Regions from separate parts of the Mus musculus genome. Here regions 2 and 3 are each linked to region 1. Evidence: chromatin contacts called from public HiChIP or PLAC-seq and promoter capture Hi-C data. All regions are on one chromosome and are shown on one strand. Each heading gives the region's core, a stretch centred on a gene start, on an enhancer-like site or on the middle of the called end of the contact. The rest is flanking DNA. Distances are from core to core; before and after follow the strand shown. Region 1 holds the start of Accs (1-aminocyclopropane-1-carboxylate synthase (non-functional)). Region 2 holds the start of 2810002D19Rik (RIKEN cDNA 2810002D19 gene). Region 3 holds the start of Tspan18 (tetraspanin 18).

Evidence for each region. HiChIP or PLAC-seq counts read pairs in DNA pulled down with a chosen protein or histone mark. Capture Hi-C pulls out chosen DNA fragments and counts their contacts.
Region 2: an H3K4me3 HiChIP or PLAC-seq map of the 230-238 cell line shows a contact between it and region 1, with 12 read pairs. The contact joins the promoter of 2810002D19Rik here to the promoter of Accs in region 1. A contact is called at or near these places in 1 of 39 promoter capture datasets (the HPC-7 cell line), 1 of 15 datasets of contacts at CTCF or cohesin (the NIH/3T3 cell line) and 4 of 115 datasets of contacts at active chromatin or transcription factors (the 230-238 cell line, bone marrow-derived dendritic cells, bone marrow-derived macrophages and 1 more).
Region 3: a contact with region 1 is called in a promoter capture Hi-C map of liver, with 4 times the contacts expected there. The contact joins the promoter of Tspan18 here to the promoter of Accs in region 1. A contact is called at or near these places in 1 of 39 promoter capture datasets (liver) and 1 of 9 other capture datasets (liver).

The regions. Positions count from the first base shown.
Region 1 is chr2:93,848,618-93,851,218 of GRCm38.p6, forward strand. It overlaps Accs (1-aminocyclopropane-1-carboxylate synthase (non-functional)), which reads right to left and starts at 1,326. Exons shown (of 15, transcript NM_001290782.1): 1 at 1,148-1,326.
Region 2 is chr2:94,405,413-94,408,013 of GRCm38.p6, forward strand. 2810002D19Rik (RIKEN cDNA 2810002D19 gene) reads left to right here and starts at 1,295. Exons shown (of 2, transcript NR_027831.1): 1 at 1,295-1,554. It overlaps Ttc17 (tetratricopeptide repeat domain 17), which reads right to left and starts at 1,277. Exons shown (of 25, transcript NM_183106.2): 1 at 1,095-1,277. The coding sequence starts at 1,253.
Region 3 is chr2:93,333,196-93,335,796 of GRCm38.p6, forward strand. It overlaps Tspan18 (tetraspanin 18), which reads right to left and starts at 1,292. Exons shown (of 10, transcript NM_183180.2): 1 at 1,077-1,292.

The DNA.
Region 1 (2,601 bases), core at 76-2,575:
CTCTCTCTCTCTCTCTTTCCTGGTTTTCCCCTGAGGTTGCCTGATGCTGGCCTTGAACTCTTGTCCTCAGGTGATCCTCTTTTCTCAGCCTCCCTAGTAGCTGGAACTAAGATATCTGCCTCTTCTTGCAAGCTGTGTATCATCCCTTGTGTCCTTATCCAGTTAAACACTTCAACAAACACAATCTGTTGAGGACCTGTGAGCACCACACCAGGCTGGCTACATAGAAACGAAGCTAATCTACTGTGGCTTTAGCTTGCAGCATTTCTGCATTTGTTTCTCCTTTCGGCAGCCTCAGGGATCACCAACAATCTTTCCCCCTGCTTGCTCACCTCAGTTTCAGAACACCAGGCTATTTCCCAAGCAGATCACTGCTACAGTTCTGGACTTCTTGTGTGATGGGTGGATAGGAGCAGAAGGTGGTGGGAAGTGGGGGTGGGGGTGAAAGGGGAGTAGGAGTTACAAGTGCAGGCACTCCTGGATCCTGTCTCTACTCACAAAGGACACAAGGGCCGCAGAGGAGGGTCTCCTGCCTACCAAAATGTAGGAGCCTCCTAAGGATTCCTCTGTCATGCCGCACCTGCGCTCTGGTGGACCAATAACCATCTCAAAGAATAACAGTGAGGACCTGAGGGCGATAAAGCACTCATACCAAACTCTGGCTAGTGGCCAAAAGTCTAAAATATGAATCACTCTATCACAAATGCTCTCTGATTTCCCTGTCTCAAGGTACAAGTCTTACTTGGTAGATGGTTGATGGGGACACAGAAAATGCCCTCCCCTCCCGCAGTTTACTTTTGTTTTGCAAATCTTGGGGTCCTCCCCAAGGTGGCGGGACTCAGCAAAGCACACGCCTGCTCCACCGATAGCCTAGATCCGAGGAAAAACATCACCAAATGCTCGGGCTGTGGACAACGCGGTACAGACCTAAATGCAGCCAGAACCCAGCAGGAGCTCAAGGCGCTGTAGTCAATCAGGCCTAGTGATCTCACCAGCCCAACCAAGACAACAAAGACAGAATGGTCTGCAGGGCCCGCCAGGGGTTTCCGGGCCTCAGAGACTTCCAGACCTAAGGGCAGGAAGCGATCAAGAGCACCGCGGAGCGAACCCGGCCCCTTCGGTGCACTGTGGCGGATACAGCACCTACTTTGGACCTTGGGTTTTCACGCGCGCGATATTCTCCGGATCGGACTTCCGTGATACCGGAGCAGCCTGCCCCCTGGCGATCTGGCGGGAACACAGGGAAGGAGTCTGTGCCCTGACTCCTGGTCACAGAAGAGGAAGCTCCGGTCTTCAGCACTTCCCTGTCTGCCAGAAACTGGAGTCCGAACTTAGAAATGGGAAAGAAACAGAGGGGTGGAGGATCTTGGTTAAGACAAGGCCACGCCCACTCCATTCCTTCTCTCATTGGCTGAGCTCAGATACCTCTAGCTTTTCGGACACACTTGCTCAGAGCCGCTGAAACACCAATCTTCCTGGGCATTACCTAAGCATGAGATCTCCCCGCCATCTATTTGTAAAGGCTTCTCTCAAGGCCCGGAAAAAAAAGATTTACAAAAGAAATATAGAAAAGTATCGACATGTATATGTATATTCATATGGCCATGGGAACACCCAGGAATGAATAGCTCTCAAAGGGGGACTTCTTTGAATTCCAGTCTATACTAAATAGATTTTTAGAGATGTGAGGAGACAAAGGAAAAACTTCAATTCCAGGTACTAGAAAAAAATGCAAGAAAGCAACGAGAAGTTGTAAGTCGTTTTCACTGTGTGCCTGCAGAGGCATGCCAAATTGAGTGCAAATACCAAATCGAATAACTCCACCTCTTATAGTTATGCTAGGAAACAACCTCTTGTCAAACACAGACCAGGAGGCTCAGACCGATAGATAACGATCTATGCAAATATAATACTGCCACCTATAAGCCTCCCAGAGTCAGGAGCATAATCTAGGTAGTTTAACAGTGGCTATGCTCACACAGGAGACACTGCGCGCCAGTGATGGCTAAGTTGACAAGGTAGCATGCCTCCGTAGTTCCAATCTGTCACAGAAGTTGTGGTGGTTTGGATGAGAATGCCCGCCCCCAGGCTTATGTTTTTGAATATTTGGTTCCCGTTTGGTGGACTGTTTAAGAATTATAAAGTGTGCTTTTGTTGGCAAATGTGTGGCCTTTGAGGTTTCAAAAGCCACGCCCCGTCTCTTTCTCTGCCTTCCGCCTGAGGATCATGTAAGTTCTTAGCCACTGCTGCAGCACCATGCCTGCCTGTCACTGCACTCCCCTCTGGATCTGTAAGCAAGCCCCTAGGTAAATGCTCCTTTTTATAAATGTCCTTGGTATGGGTCACTCTTCCAAGAAAAACACCAAGACCTATTGAGGTGCTTACTAAGGACAGAGGAAATACAGAAGAGTAGGAGAGGAAGGTAGTTATACACACCAGCTCAAACCAACTGCTGAAGTGAGGATTGTGATCGACGTGACCGTTTCTGTCACATTGTGTTAAGACTGTGTTTGTACAGATATTTGTTTTCTTTTGTCAAATCCCTTATCATGTAATGCTAACATCAAATTAAGATAATATCAGTGGTTGTCATATTTAAGT
Region 2 (2,601 bases), core at 45-2,544, 560 kb after region 1:
CTCATCTTAAATATAAACCATGCGATGTGTTTCTACAGTTAATCAAAAGGATCAGTTTCTCTCTCTCGCCTTTGGTTAAAACATGAGTCAGTATGCTTAAATTGCAAGGGGTACACACTTCACTTTTTAAATGGCTCCTGGACATTTCCTGATTGTTGTCAAGCGCTGGAAGTCATTAAGTTTACAAGATTCTGTGGTGAAGCACGCGCGCGAGCACGCGCGCACACACACACACACACACACACACACACACACACGCACACACACACACACACACACACGCAGTCCTTAAAGCATCAGCAGTATGAAAGCAAATGCAGATGCAGGCATCAGAAAGTTATATAAGAAAAGCGGTCACTCCTCTGAGAAATCAGTTCAAGCATAGGTAATCTAGTAAACTGCAAATGCTGAGTGCCGGGCTGGGTCAAAGGAACTAGGAAGCAATGTAAAATACACCGGGAAATGAGGGCACTTAAGAACTGAATGATGCGGGCACCGCCACCAGAGGCATGCATCTTCTGGCATTCCTTCAGAAGGAGCAAGAATGGGTTGTCTTTAAAGAGCCCCTAATGACCTGGCTAACGGCACAGCCTCAAACCACCACATCGCGAAACAAATCCCATCAGTGGGAGACAAGGCTGGAGGAGGCGCATTAAAAGATCCATCCATTCACTAATGCCACCCTGGCTGTCACCGGCCTGGGACGCGCACACTCCCCGGCACTGCCACCTGCTTTCTACTTCCTCGGGGAGAGGTGGTGGCGCGCGGGTCCTGGTCCAGCGGCTCCAAAGGCAGAACTAATGATGAATCCGTGACTCCTAACCCGGGAGCTCAAGTCTCAGCTCCCCGGGGTCGGTTCCGGGACGGCGCGCGGCCCCAAGGTGGAAGGCTGAGAAGTTCCCCACGGCGGAGCCGGGGCGAGGGGACCAGAGGGGAGGGGGCGGCGCCAGGTCGGAGCGCAGGAAGCCTCGGCCCGTGGGCCGGGACCGTGGGAAGCCAAGCTGGGGGCGGGGCCGCGCGGAGCCACCCAGGGGCCCGGCTCCGGGATTCCCCCTGATCGGGCGCGGGCAGAGAGGGGGCACCCTGGCCGCTACCTGCTGTTGGATCTTCCCGTCCTCCGTGACGACCCAGTGCGTAGTGGCCAAGGCCCCTCGAGCCACCACGCTCAGCAAAGCGGAAAGGCTGAGAAGCCAACCCGGGCCGGAGCGAGGTAGCAGCTCGAACCGGCCGCGGACCCCTATTGCCGCCGCCATCTTGCCCCCCCGGCCGGGCTGCTCACACCGGAAGCGGAAGCGACTCCTTGCGGTCCGCCATCTTGGGGAGGTCGCCTCTGGAACTGGAGGAGGAGCCCGCGGAGTGCCTCGGAGACGATACCGGTCCCTTTACTCTCGGTCGGGGAAGCCGGTCCTGCCACACCTCAGGGCTGGAAACGGCTTTCTAGTTATCGTTTTTCTGGAGGCTATAAGATCCCCAAGCGTGGGAATCGGAGGGGAGATAATAAAACTAGGTGGAGCTTGAGCAGAAGTGAGAAGACGGTGAAGGTCTTTTTAAAAAGTAAGTATTGTTTCTGGTAGGGCAATAAAAGTTATACTTTTCAACTATCTGAGAGAGGCTTTTTTTTTTTTTTTTAATAAGTCTCGTAATGGAGTGTTAAGCGGCGCAGTCGTACTGTGTAATGCATGTCACACATCGAATTAAAAAAATAGCTCGTTATCAAATACAAAATATCAGCTCATTACAAGTTATGTATATGTGATCGGCATACTTTTTCTTCCGAAATTTAGAAAGCGATGTGTCCTTACAGACCACTTACATCCAGTGTGGCCAGATTTTTGGGTCTTACAGCAGCAGCACCACGTGTCTTGTGGACTTTGGTGGGCAGCTCTAGTCTAAGTTAAAGACCTAGGTGTAGAACCCAGATAGTGGCATCTCCGGGGAGGGGACTGTATTAAATATGTAAGCACTGCGGCTTCCCTTCCCCGAGGGTAGACTCAGCCATTATGAGTATGTTTTAAAGAAGTCTCAGGTGATTGATTTGCATATTGAAACTTAAGAGGCGCACTACCAACAGGTACAGTAGCTGTTAACCAGCTTAGGTTCCAGGCTCTGCCAATGTATGTTATTATAGGTATTTCAGGTCGGCCTACTAGTATGGTGGGCGTATCATCTTGTAACAAAGCTGTTATGCTTTTTTTTTTTTCTGTTGAGAAAAAAAAAAATTGTGCCCTGCCACCTACATAGATGTGTTGCAGGAAACAAATGTCTGCCTCATGTTATGGGAACAGAGACTGTGCTATGGCATTGTAATTCTTCTGAGAGCAGTTTGGTTTTGTTGATTTTGTTTGTTTTGTTTTTGAAATGAAGTCCCATTTGCAGCCTGAATTGCCTGGAATTTATTTAGCCCAGGCAGGCCTTTAAGTCCACCTGTGTCAACCACCTGATGCTGGATACAGGCATGAACCATCAGGCCCAGCTCACTAGGCAGCTTTTCTTAAAAGTACCCGTGTAATGAACATTCGTTTTATTAAAAAGGTATATCTTGGGGCTGGAGAGATGGCTTGGGGCTACAAAGATGGCTCAGGGCTGAAGAGCACTTCCTGC
Region 3 (2,601 bases), core at 42-2,541, 520 kb before region 1:
AGAGGACAAATCCTGCCCACCACGCCCAGAGATCTGACCAGGACCAGGACAAAAGATGCCACTTTTACAAAAATGGCTGGGTTTCAGTAACTTCAAGTAAATCCAACTAATGTTCTATCCTATTGTCTCCATGCAGGCTTGCTGTTCATGTAAACTTTCTTTTGTTTTTCTGGGTGTAAATTGTTCACTCATCCTTGCCAGCAGCCCACCTCATGACACTGATCCGTCTGATCGTTGCACATCAGTCTCACAGTGGGTGCACCTCCGTCCGATTCTCTGGGACAAGGTGGGGAGCTCCTCCAAACAGACCCCACGCGCATTGCCTTGGTCCATCTGCGGTTCCATGAGCTCAGAAACTCAGAGAAGCTCCTAGGCTGGTCTGGGAAGCCGATCTGGCCAGGGAAGGGCGCCCCCTGGCGAGACAACTCTCCCAGCGCAAGCAGGACCCGGAGCCCGCGCGCGCCCACCTCGGCCAGCCACGCTAAGGAACCCACGGCCACCACACCCCACATCCGGCCGCAAGGAGCTCCGGACCCGCCCGGGAACCTCCTAGGTCTCCACATCCACGGAGCTGGACATCTTCCCGCGCAAGGAATGATAACTCGGGTGCGAGAGCAAAATCTAGGAGCGTTCTCCAGGCCCTGCTACCAGGGTCCCACGAAGGCGAAGAGCGCTCGGTGCCCCAGCCCGATCGGCTGTCCGCCGCGCCCAAGCCCGGCTCCGTGTCCCCCGTTGTGACCTGCTTGTGTGCAGGGTCACTTGGGCTCACCCCTTCACTCTCGGTACAGCCCCGGCCAACACACCGGCTCTGGGAGTCCCACCTGCCGCCTTACTGTCGCCTGAGCCCCCGAGATCGCTGGGCGCAGAATGGCTGCACCTGACCTGGGCGAAGTCGCGACCCGAGCATGCTCCGGGTCACTCAGTGCGGCGCTGTCCCCGCCCCCAGGGGAGTCGCTTCAGAACTTGGTGGCCGCTTACCCGAGCGTCCTGGGACCCGCACTGATCTGGGATCTCCCCCGAAGCGCGCGGTATCCCGGGGCCAGTACGCACAGAGGGGCTCAGTGATTGAATCCTACCTGGCAGAGGCTCGGCCGCGGGGTAAAGTTTCCCCAGGCGCAGAGTGCGCTCGCAACTTGCGGGGCACCGGTAGTCCTGCGCCGCGGCGCTGGGCTAGGCGTCAAAGCGACAAGGAGCGGCGACGCCCGCTGGGGGCCAGGGCCGGGCGGCCTGGCGTGGCTGGGCTTCGGAATCGCACAGCGTTGCGTCCGCCTGCAGCTTGCAGCCCCTGAGACGCCGGCGGCAGCTGCAGCGGCTCACCCGCCACCGCCGCCGGCCACACCTCCCGCCACCCTCCGGCCCGCCCTCCCGCTCCCTCCGCCCCAGCCTCCGCCCCTCCGTCTCCTGTCGCCACTACTGCCGCCGCGGTGCTGGCGCGTCTCCGGGGCGGACACGGCTCTCATGGTCCACGGCCGCTCTCTCACCGGGTCCTAGAGCGTGGTTTCTGGAACTGTGCTCTCCCGATGTCCTCTGCACTCCTAGCCTCAATGTCTGAATTTAGGAGATTGCTGGAGAAGGGTGAAGGTAGCACGCTAGACTGGGACATTTATTCCCTGGAAGCTTTCTCGCTGTTATCACACCGTGTGTGGGACTGCAGGGCTGGGGTGTGGGATTCTCCATTGCGATGTCGCGTCTTGGTTTCCCACTTACTGCCAGGGAAGTACCAGATAGAAACCTGTGCAGCAAGCTCTATTAGGGTTCATTGTTGGTGCCTCCCAACCCCATCCGCTGTAAACTATAGCACTGCTAAGGACCAGACCAGTGAGAGGCTCTCACTTCATCCTCTCCTCCACTGGGGTTCACTAAGACAGCTAACCTATGCTATACAGAACCCATATAAAATTCACAAGCAGGCACTCAAGAGCCACAACCTAAGAAAGACTGTCATGAGAAGGCTCAAATCGTTGGCAGCAATTATCAGTGTCTCAGCTTTGAAAAGTCCTGTGAGGCCACACACACACAAATCAAACTACACTCTACAGGAGACCACTTGGCCCACTGATCTCACCCAGGACAGACACTCTTTGACTTCAGTGTGGAACTTGGTGAAGTCAGGATGCTAGACAGAGCTTTGAAGGGTAAACAGAAAACCAGACTTGGTATTTTCAAGCCCACAGTCCAAGAAGTAAAATGTCTAAGGTCTCAGGGCTGTTCCTTTGAACCACTTCACAGAGAGAGGCCAAGAAGGGGATTTGACAGAGGGGCATGCAGTTTCGAGAACAGTGGACCAATGGCGTAGGTGTGGAAGTCTGTCAATATATAGATACCTCTTCAGCTTCCCAAACAGAGTGTGTGTGTGTGGGGGGGGGGGGTGGGGCACGGAACCCTCTGGCTGAGAACCCTCACAGGCCCTTAACTCAAGGCTGCTGCTGTAAAAGACTGCTGCATGGGCCTCCTGGGAACCAAGAGGGGCATCCCAGAAACTTAAGCAGAATCAAGCTGTGAGGGAAAAGGCCCAGGCTTGGCAGACAGGAGGGGCCTTTAAAGATTAAGTTTTGACAAAAGCAGGCACAGTGTAGTTTAGGGGAGACAGCACAAGCTGGG